Linked DNA regions of Mus musculus: regions 2 and 3 are each linked to region 1. Evidence: chromatin contacts called from public Micro-C data. All regions are on one chromosome and are shown on one strand. The core of a region is the stretch at or near the end of the contact, and the rest is flanking DNA. Distances in the headings are between cores, read along the strand shown. Region 1 holds the start of Nxph3 (neurexophilin 3). Region 2 holds the start of Dlx4 (distal-less homeobox 4). Region 3 has its middle 14 kb from the start of Dlx3.

Region 1 (2,700 bases), core at 133-2,632:
CCCCAGGGTCAGGAGTCAAGAAGGAAGGCTCCTGGGTTTGGGTTTAAGGCTGCCCACCTGTGCGTACTTGGCTCTAGGGTTTAACTAAATGGTTGAGACAGTCAATAGCTCAGTAGTAAAGAGGGCCACAGGAAAGGGCCAAGCAGGGAAGACATCCTCCCTAGTCCTAGAGTGGACTAGGAATGGAAGGGTTGCTGTCAATGGGAATTGTTTTGAGGAAGGGGGCCGTTCCAGTGGCGCCGAGGCGGAGGCTTCTCCAGGACAGGATTAGGGTCGGGACAGATGTGGGGCGGTGGGCGCGGGTCGCGAGAGAGTTAAGCTACAGGGTAGGGTCCAGGGTGGGGTTCCAAGGCACCCTGGGCCGCGGGGGAGCGGGGTCTGGGCGCTCAGCTCAGCTGCTTTGAGCGCCTGGGGCGGGAGCCGCCTGCCCAGGTCCTGTGGGGCTCGGGCTGCGCGCTGCCGGGAGAGGCGAGGAAAACAACAGGCGAGGAGGGAGGGAGCGAGAGGGACGGCGGGAGGCAGGGACGCGGGGGCTGCCCCCGGTCCGCCCGGGTTTGGCGCGCCAGGGCCCACAGTTCGGGATTCTCTGGGCCCCAGAGGTCAAAGAAGAATACCGCGTCCCCTGGCCGGGCAGGTCACCTGCCCCACCCCCGTTTCGCGCGTCCTGGGATGCTGCTACGAGAGGTCGGGTAATCCTTGGCTACTCAGCTTGGGGGGCCTTTTCCCTAGTGTCACTCGCACCTCCCGCGATCAGCCGCGGAGTGGGTGGGCCATCCAAGCACCCTCCTCCCCGCCCCTATTAACCCTTCCAGTCCGGCCTCTGGCCTCGGACCCGCCCTCTCCCCTAGCCTCCAGCGTTCACCGCATCCCCAGGATGCCGGGGTGGGGGGAGGGAGAAAGTTTCAGGGCTCCGCAGCTTCCCGCGCTCTCCCCATCCCCTGGCCCCCGCCCTGCGCCGCTCCCCGCGGACCACTCACCAGATAGAGGCTGCCCTGCACTAGGAACACGAAGCAGCAACGGGTCAGTTGCATCTTCCTCCTTTGCTCTCACCCGTCTCTCTTTTCCTTTCGGGGTCCCAGGCCCCCTCCGTCCCGGACTGCTCCTTCAGGCGCGCTGTCCCATGCTCCGGTCCCCGGTGGCTCGCGGCCCTCCCCTCAGCCAGTTGCTGGGACCGACCCCGCCCCCTTCGGTCCAGCTGTGCAGCCGCCGCCCCCTCCCCGAGTCCAGCTGCTCGCCGCGCGGTCCCTTCTCCCAGTCCCAGATGTGCGCCCGGAGCGTCTCGAAGGGGCTCCGGCTGAGCGGTGACTCTGCCGCTCCAGACAGGCGCTCGGCGCCCGGCTTGTTTCCAGAGGCTCGGCTCTCACCCAGATGTGCTGGGGACCTGCGCGCGCGCCCGTCCCCGGTGCTAATTCCCCAGACCAGACGGCCCCTCCCGCCCCGTCGTGGCGCGCCCCCTGGCGGACGCCCCGGGCCACGCCGAGCCGCGGCCGCCCGCTCCCCGCTCTGCGCCCCGCCAGACTGGAGCGCTCCTGGCGCCCAGGCGCCTCCCGCTTCCTCGTCCCTCCCACTGGCGGCGGCGGCGGCGGCAGGTACGGTGAGCCCAGTCGGTACCTCCGGATTTAACTCCTCCCCTGCCGGCCAGCAGCCTGGGGACCTGGGACGCCCAATTTCCAGCGTAGGGGACAGGAGGAGGGCGGAGGAGCTCTGGGTGAGGAGGCAAGAGGCTGGAAGACCGCGGATGGGGACACCAGCTTTTCCGCCCTTCTGGCAGCGCGCCTTCTTTTCTGTAGCGGGCACACGGGAATCTGTCGCTCTACCTACCTCCACCCTAGGAGTCCTAGAATTTGGAAAGACGACTCTCCCTAAATCCATTTTTAAGGGCTCAAGGATATTTACAGCGGATCACAGCTGATGGTTCCTGCAAGACTTGATGAGGGTGCTAAGGGAAGTTCTTCTAAGTGTCTAGCTCGCACCCTTTTTCCTAGCACATTCGTTCCTTTTCTTCTTAGACGACCTAAGAGCAATCAGTACGAAGCATTTGGTTGAGGCGCTGGGCTGAAGAGACCACTAGGGTCCAGGCTGGGTTCTGAGGTTGGGGTAAGGGTTTGCCTCCTGAGAAATAGAGGCATAAATGGCGTGAACAGGCCTCTCAGAGCATGTTCTTCCCTACCCATTTCCCACGGCACAGGTGTCACCAGGCGGAAAAGGGCCCCACCCCAGTGGGGTCCTAGGTTGCTCTGTTCTCTTCAAATCACCAAGACAAGAAAGATTAAGACCTAGACAAGAGATCCCAAAGGGTCAGGACCACCCTCCTGCCCTCAATGGCTAGACATCCTTCTGAGCTCTTTACAACTCCTTTGGTCTTTAGAAAAACAAAAGGTCGAATCCTAGGACCCGCATGGAGGCATTTGGAGTGGCCCCAGCCTACACTGGGTCTACCGGAAGCTCTCCACACTCTCTTCTGTGGCCCTCTGAGATCCAGTGTGGTCCCTGGCTGCAGCCCCCAGCTCACACCCAGCCTCCTCCCCCACCATCTGCCAGGCGTTGTGCGAGGAATGCAGATGAATCTTAATATCAGCCTGGGCCAAGTGCAAAGAGGGAGAGACTGCAGAAGGAGGTAGCTTGGATGAGCCCCCTGTCTCCTGGGTGCCCTGGGCCTTTCGGGCTCTTTGCAGTGTGTGTGTGTGTGTGTGTGTGTGT
Region 2 (2,700 bases), core at 57-2,556, 370 kb before region 1:
TGCTGCAGGCAACCGAAGCTGGGTCTAATGTATCCCAAAGTTAAAGGTGGAGATGGTAAAGATGTCTTAGGCACAAGGCAGAGGAGGCCAGGGAAAGAGCTGGAGACTGGTAGACCAGCCTGTAAGTTTATTATTTGAGCAACAGTTGGTGGGGGTCTTATACCCAGATCCTGCAGGGTATAGGCACCTCCAGGAAAAGGGGGTGGGGCCCAGGAAAGGAGAAGGAACCCAGCCTAGTTGTCTACCTATCTCCAACTGGAAACTGATTTCTGTTTAGTAGTGTTTGATTTATATACTGGTTTCTGAGACCAGAACTCAAAAGGGATGATGTCGGAACGGAGTGAAGGATGAGGAGAATCACAGGGAAGGGGTTAGATCTCCACCTCTCCATCTGGATTAGGGCAAATTTCCGTTACACAGGTACTCACACAGCTCCACTGCTCCAGGGGGTGGGGTAGGGAGCCCTCCCGCCTGGCTTTTCAAAACTGCAAATCGAAACCAGGTCGAATTTAAAAAGGAGACCTAGATCAACTTGCCTCCGCTCCTCCCCCATCCTTCGCCCTCCCCCTACCGCAGATTCCTGGGTATCGGAGAGAGAAGCGTTTGAATCCCTCTAGTTGCGCGCAAGCAGAAGAACGCGAAATTTATGCAAAGACAACCCAGACCCCAGAGGTGAGGAGAGCCGCCGCGGTCACACTTACCTGCTTCGAGCTCCTGCGGGTGTTCAGCCGGCCTGTGAAAGGGCTGAGATGGCGCCACCAATTGTTGCTGGCGGGGCAGGTAGGAGTCTCCTGGGGTTGCCGGCCCAGGGTGGGAATAGGACCGGGGGTGGCCGTAGGACTGGGAGTAGGACAAATCGGGAGAAGCTGCGGTTCCCGGGGATAGTCCGAGCGGGTAAGCAGCCACTACCGACAGGGCGGGGGCGAGGTCCGGGAAGACAACGTTGGAGGCACCACGGTCAGGAAGGGGACAGGGTAAAGAGGTCATTGCGGCCGGTGCCGGGCCACAGGGCCTAGGTCATGGCCCGCACGCTGTCTACTCTTTCTGCCAGCTCCTTTCAAAGTCTCCAGCTCCAGCAAGCCACTCTTACACTTCAGATGCCTGGAAAAATGTCTCTCTGAGCCTCTTCCGGCAGAGAACTCGCACCCGGGAAAGGGTTTTTTGGGGTACCCCGTGGTTTTACCCTTCCCCATCTTTTCCTCTGGGTTCGGTTCCCGGGACCCCAGGGGTCCCCCGCCCACTTAGACACCCCGGATTGGCTATTCCTTGGTGACCTCAAGCTGAGCCCGCCCCCCACCCCTCGTGTTAGCGTGCACCGGGAAACGGGAGGGATGCGAGCTCCGGACCCCACATCCCTGCATCAACTCCGAGTTCCTGGGGAATCGGTAGAGTCAGGAAGTCTCAGTAACGATGTTCAAGGTGCTAGGAAATTGGGCCTGGGATGGCTAGGGGACGAGGGAAGCTGCGCGGTAACTAGAGACGCTTTGGAGACTCAGAACCTGTGTGCGCGTCGCGCGGGTCTGCATGGCCCCACGCTGCCAGGGCTCTGCGAGGGAGTGGAAAAAGCAGCTAGCCAGCGCCGGCCGCTTATTCAGCGCGTCGGAATGCGTAGCTGCAGAGCGATGGCAGTTTGTTGGTAAACAGACGCTGGGGCCTGGAGGGTGCCGCCTGGCGCCCAGCCTGCCCCGCACGCGCGTGGCGCGCACGCCCCCGCCGAGCGCCCAGAGCCTGGCACGCCGCGACCGCCGCCACTGCGCCTCACCACCCCCAATGCAAGCTTCCGCTTCCGGCAGGGGCCCCGGTTTAGTTGCGACACCACAGCTCCTGCAGGCCCTTGAGGCTGCTGGAGGGAATCTGCTGTCTGGGATTCGCCTGTACCGAGCCCCGCCTTTTCTGGCACTCTGCAAAATGTAGCCTCCCAGGAACTGGGGCAAAATCTGGGAGTGGGGATGAATCTAGTTTGATGGCTCCTGGGAGGGCACAGAAAATATGGCTAACTCCATTGTACTTCCAGACTGTGTTCGGGACCTGTCTCTTAGCAGGACAGGAGGCCTTAATGAACACCATGTATGCAAGCATCTGTTGCCACGTGCACAAAAATACATAGAGTCTTCATCCAACATATATTGTTACATACCAATATCCCTCTACGAAAAGAGGCTCATTTATGGACCGGCAAACACAGACTTTAAGGTGTGGTGTATATACAGCTGCATCCCCAACCATGGGCAACTCTTTGAATAAAAGCACAGGATTGAGGTGGATGAGATGGCTCAGCAGACAAGAGATGAAGAGCAATTAGGTTGCCACCAAGCCTGACCATCTGAGTTGGAGTCCCCAGGACCATATAATGGAAGAAAAAACAAACTCCCAAGAGCTAGTCTCTTGAGCTCCATATGTGGGCTCTGTTATGCATGGATCTTCACACATACGCATAACCCAAACATAAATAAATGTAATATTTTTATTTAAAACACATTGTGCTTACCTGGCACATATGCTTGTATATTACAAGTCAAATCACTAATTTTCCTTCTCAGAAATAAGGCTGTCCAAACGTGAACATATATGCTCATGTGTGGGCTACCCTTTCCCACACATCTAAGCTGCTTTGCAAAATGAGAGAGACAATTCTTTTGGTTTGGTTTGATTTTCTAAGACAGGATTTCTCTGTGTAGTGCTGGCTGTCCAGAACTCATT
Region 3 (2,700 bases), core at 3-2,502, 410 kb before region 1:
CCTGTGCATCTGTGTGTTCTTGCGAGAAGTGTTAGTGTGGACTCTGACAGCTAATATTAGGAGTTGAGATTAGAATCAAAGAAACTGTTAACAACCACAGGAAAAAATCAGAACAACTGGCAAATCTCTGCCAACCGAACCAAGGCGGCTTGGGAATGTATTGTTTTTTTTCAATAAATTCTGATATTGTGGAGGACACAACGCTCTATGTTTCTGATGTAATATGTTGAGGATAACTGGGGATGTGGCTCATGGGTTGATGTTTGACTATCATACCCCATTTTAGCATTAGGACAACACTGTTGAAGTACTAACCAAACCAATACCTAGGTGCTTCTGAGAAGACTGGCAGGCATCTTAGCCAGAGAGTAAGTGACCTAGGTACAGGTGGGAGGCAGGAAGGCTGGCCTTCACCGTTAGCCTTGTAAAGACGGGAAGGGAGCTCTGAAAAGAAATCGCTCCAGGATAGAGAGAGTCAGGAAAAGAGAAGGAGGGGGGAGGGGAGAGGGAAGGGGGGGAGGAGGAGGAGGAGGAGGAGGAGGAGGAGGAGGAGGAGGTGGTAAGGGCTAGGGGAACCAGGGCTGGAAACCCAGAACACGGTGTTCCCAAGGGTGGAAGGGACCATGGCCATAGAAGGCAAGTCCTAGACCCAAGACACATAGAAAATGGTCAGAGCAGAAGCAGTCTGCACGAAATAAATTCTACTCACCTGTCTCTCGACTCACATCAGCATTCAGAGATGGAAGAGAGAAGGCAGCTGAGAAGGGCAGGGGGCGGGGACAGAACATAAAACAAAACAAAAAAAATCCGAGGGGAACAGAGCAGGAAGAGAAAGAGAGCCACCGAGAGGAGACCTTGGAGCAGCGCACAGTGTTGAAGAAGACCTCTGAGGGGTGCAGGGAAGGAGCGAACAGAGATAGCCCCGCAGAAGCCCAGCTAAAGCAGACCCACAGACCCAGACCAAGGACTTTAAGCCGCCCCCACCCCCACCCCCCGCCCGCATTCTTCCTTCCGGCTGACCTCCCCGACTCAGCCCGGAGGGAATGCGCGGAATGTGATGAACTGATAAAGAGCGGAACTCCCACTCCACCTGGCACCCGAGCGCTTGGCGCGCCAGGCCTTGCCCACCTCTTAGATGTACTTGCAGGGAACACAACACTAATGGGGAAGAGGACTGCTAGGGAGGTCTCAGTAGAGCGCCTCGGATGTGGGGCCAGCGGCCAGATGCCAGAGCTGTGGGCACAGCTAGATGCCTCCCAGCTGAGCTGTGCTGTGAGTCGCCAGACCCGGGACCCTGGATAAGGGAGGATGTGAGCTGGGGCAGAAGTGGCAGATCTCTTCTGGAATCAGAAACCTGTTCAAAGAATGGTTTCCAAGATACTCTCTGTCCCCTGTAGGCTCAGCATCCTTAGGGTGTAAACCCTTGAAGCCCCGTGGTTCTTATTAAGGTGGGAAGCAGGCACCTCCACGTTAGATCAGGGCAACTCCTTGGGCAAAGGGTGCCAGGTACTGGGTGAGTTCCTCAGTGCCGCCTCCTACACATCACCCTGCTTGGCACAGGTGGGTGGGTCCCCATGATCTCCTTCTACACATAGTTGTGTGCAGTAGACCACCTTCATCTGGACCATGCATGCAGGGCTCTGTGTGAGGAACTAAGGCCTGGGCAGTGTACAACCCCAAACTCCCTGGTCTTTAGAGGATGTCCTTAGGAGGGGACCCTGTCAACAGCCAAAGAGAAGATGCTTCCAACACACCGGAAACTAGTGACATGGGGGGTGGGGTGGGGGGACGGAGGAGGGGCAGCGAGGGAGATTCGAAGAAAACAGATGGATTCCCAAGCATCCCAGGCCCAGGCGTCTCTAGTACCCATCCTCAGCTCCCTGGCTACTTCTGAGAAAAGCTGCTGAAGAGAGCAGAAGGAAGCAGCAGGAGAGGGGGCTGGGATTGGCGGTTTGAGGTTGAGCGTGTTTAGAGGAAGAAGAGAGATGGGGAAAACCTCAGCCCCAGGGACCATTGTGTGGCTACACCTGAGACCCGCTGCGGGCGACCTGATACAGGGCAGCGATCCAAACATTGCGCAGGGCCCACTGCCTGCTGGCTCTGCTACAGAGGGAAAGGATAGGAGCACCATCCCAAGTGGCTGCAGCGGGAAGAAACCCAGGCAGTCCGCCATGTGGCTTAAGACCTGGCCCACAGACACCTGCCGCCATTGTAGGCCTGACCAGCGACAGCCTGTACCGCCCGCTGAGCAGAGAGGGAGGGTGAAGTGCCTAGAACATCCGTCCACCTTGTCCTAGCCACATCTAAAACAGTGCCTCCTGGCACAAAAATGTGCTTGGGGAATAGAAACCATGAATGAATGATAATCGAATAAATGACCGAAGGATGAATAAGCAAACCCATCACTCAACCGAGTTATCCTAATTCCCAGCCGCTAGTCCTTTGGAAGTGGGCGGGCCTGCCACCTGGTGGTGACCATGGTAACTGCAGTCACTATAAGCGCCTGCCCCCACAGTGTAGGTAGGATCTGGAATTGGCTCTTCCTCAGGTTAGCCTTGAATTCACAATCCTCTTATCTTGAGATCATAGGCTTATGAGTGTGTGGCGCGAGCCACTTACAATTCTTCGTAGAAAGAGACTTCTAGGGCTGGAGAGATGGCTCAGCGGTTAAGAGCACTGACTGCTCTTCCAGAGATTATT

The links. A called contact is a pair of places that touch in the nucleus more often than the background predicts.
Region 2: a contact with region 1 is called in a Micro-C map of embryonic stem cells, with 1.8 times the contacts expected there. The contact joins the promoter of Dlx4 here to the promoter of Nxph3 in region 1. A contact is called at or near these places in 9 of 39 promoter capture datasets (the 3T3-L1 cell line, embryonic stem cells, hippocampal neurons and 3 more), 1 of 15 datasets of contacts at CTCF or cohesin (large pre-B cells), 7 of 484 Hi-C or Micro-C datasets (the HPC-7 cell line, bone marrow-derived dendritic cells, embryonic fibroblasts and 3 more), 9 of 115 datasets of contacts at active chromatin or transcription factors (the 230-238 cell line, astrocytes, bone marrow-derived macrophages and 5 more) and 2 of 9 other capture datasets (adipose tissue and macrophages).
Region 3: a Micro-C map of embryonic stem cells shows a contact between it and region 1, with 3 times the contacts expected there. The contact joins the enhancer-like site here to the promoter of Nxph3 in region 1. A contact is called at or near these places in 2 of 39 promoter capture datasets (embryonic stem cells and pre-B cells), 9 of 15 datasets of contacts at CTCF or cohesin (the G1E-ER4 cell line, the NIH/3T3 cell line, embryonic stem cells and 4 more), 175 of 484 Hi-C or Micro-C datasets (the 63-12 cell line, the AML12 cell line, the AtT-20 cell line and 101 more), 21 of 115 datasets of contacts at active chromatin or transcription factors (the HPC-7 cell line, the NIH/3T3 cell line, T-cell acute lymphoblastic leukemia and 14 more) and 3 of 9 other capture datasets (adipose tissue, embryonic stem cells and liver).

Annotation. Positions count from the first base shown.
Region 1 is chr11:95,513,183-95,515,882 of GRCm38.p6, forward strand. Nxph3 (neurexophilin 3) reads right to left here and starts at 1,383. Exons shown (of 2, transcript NM_130858.3): 1 at 978-1,383. The coding sequence starts at 1,031.
Region 2 is chr11:95,144,495-95,147,194 of GRCm38.p6, forward strand. It overlaps Dlx4 (distal-less homeobox 4), which reads right to left and starts at 1,307. Exons shown (of 3, transcript NM_007867.4): 1 at 702-1,307. The coding sequence starts at 987. It overlaps Dlx4os (distal-less homeobox 4, opposite strand), which reads left to right and starts at 559. Exons shown (of 3, transcript NR_040279.1): 1 at 559-780.
Region 3 is chr11:95,104,574-95,107,273 of GRCm38.p6, forward strand. No RefSeq gene overlaps it. Among named protein-coding and RNA genes, the nearest start is that of Dlx3, 14 kb to the right of the region's middle. Within about 2 kb of position 1,253, at least 85 of the 459 cell types and tissues checked have an H3K27ac peak or open chromatin away from gene starts, as enhancers often do. A contact at or near this core is called in the AML12 cell line, the C2C12 cell line, the CH12 cell line and 18 more, where this site is marked.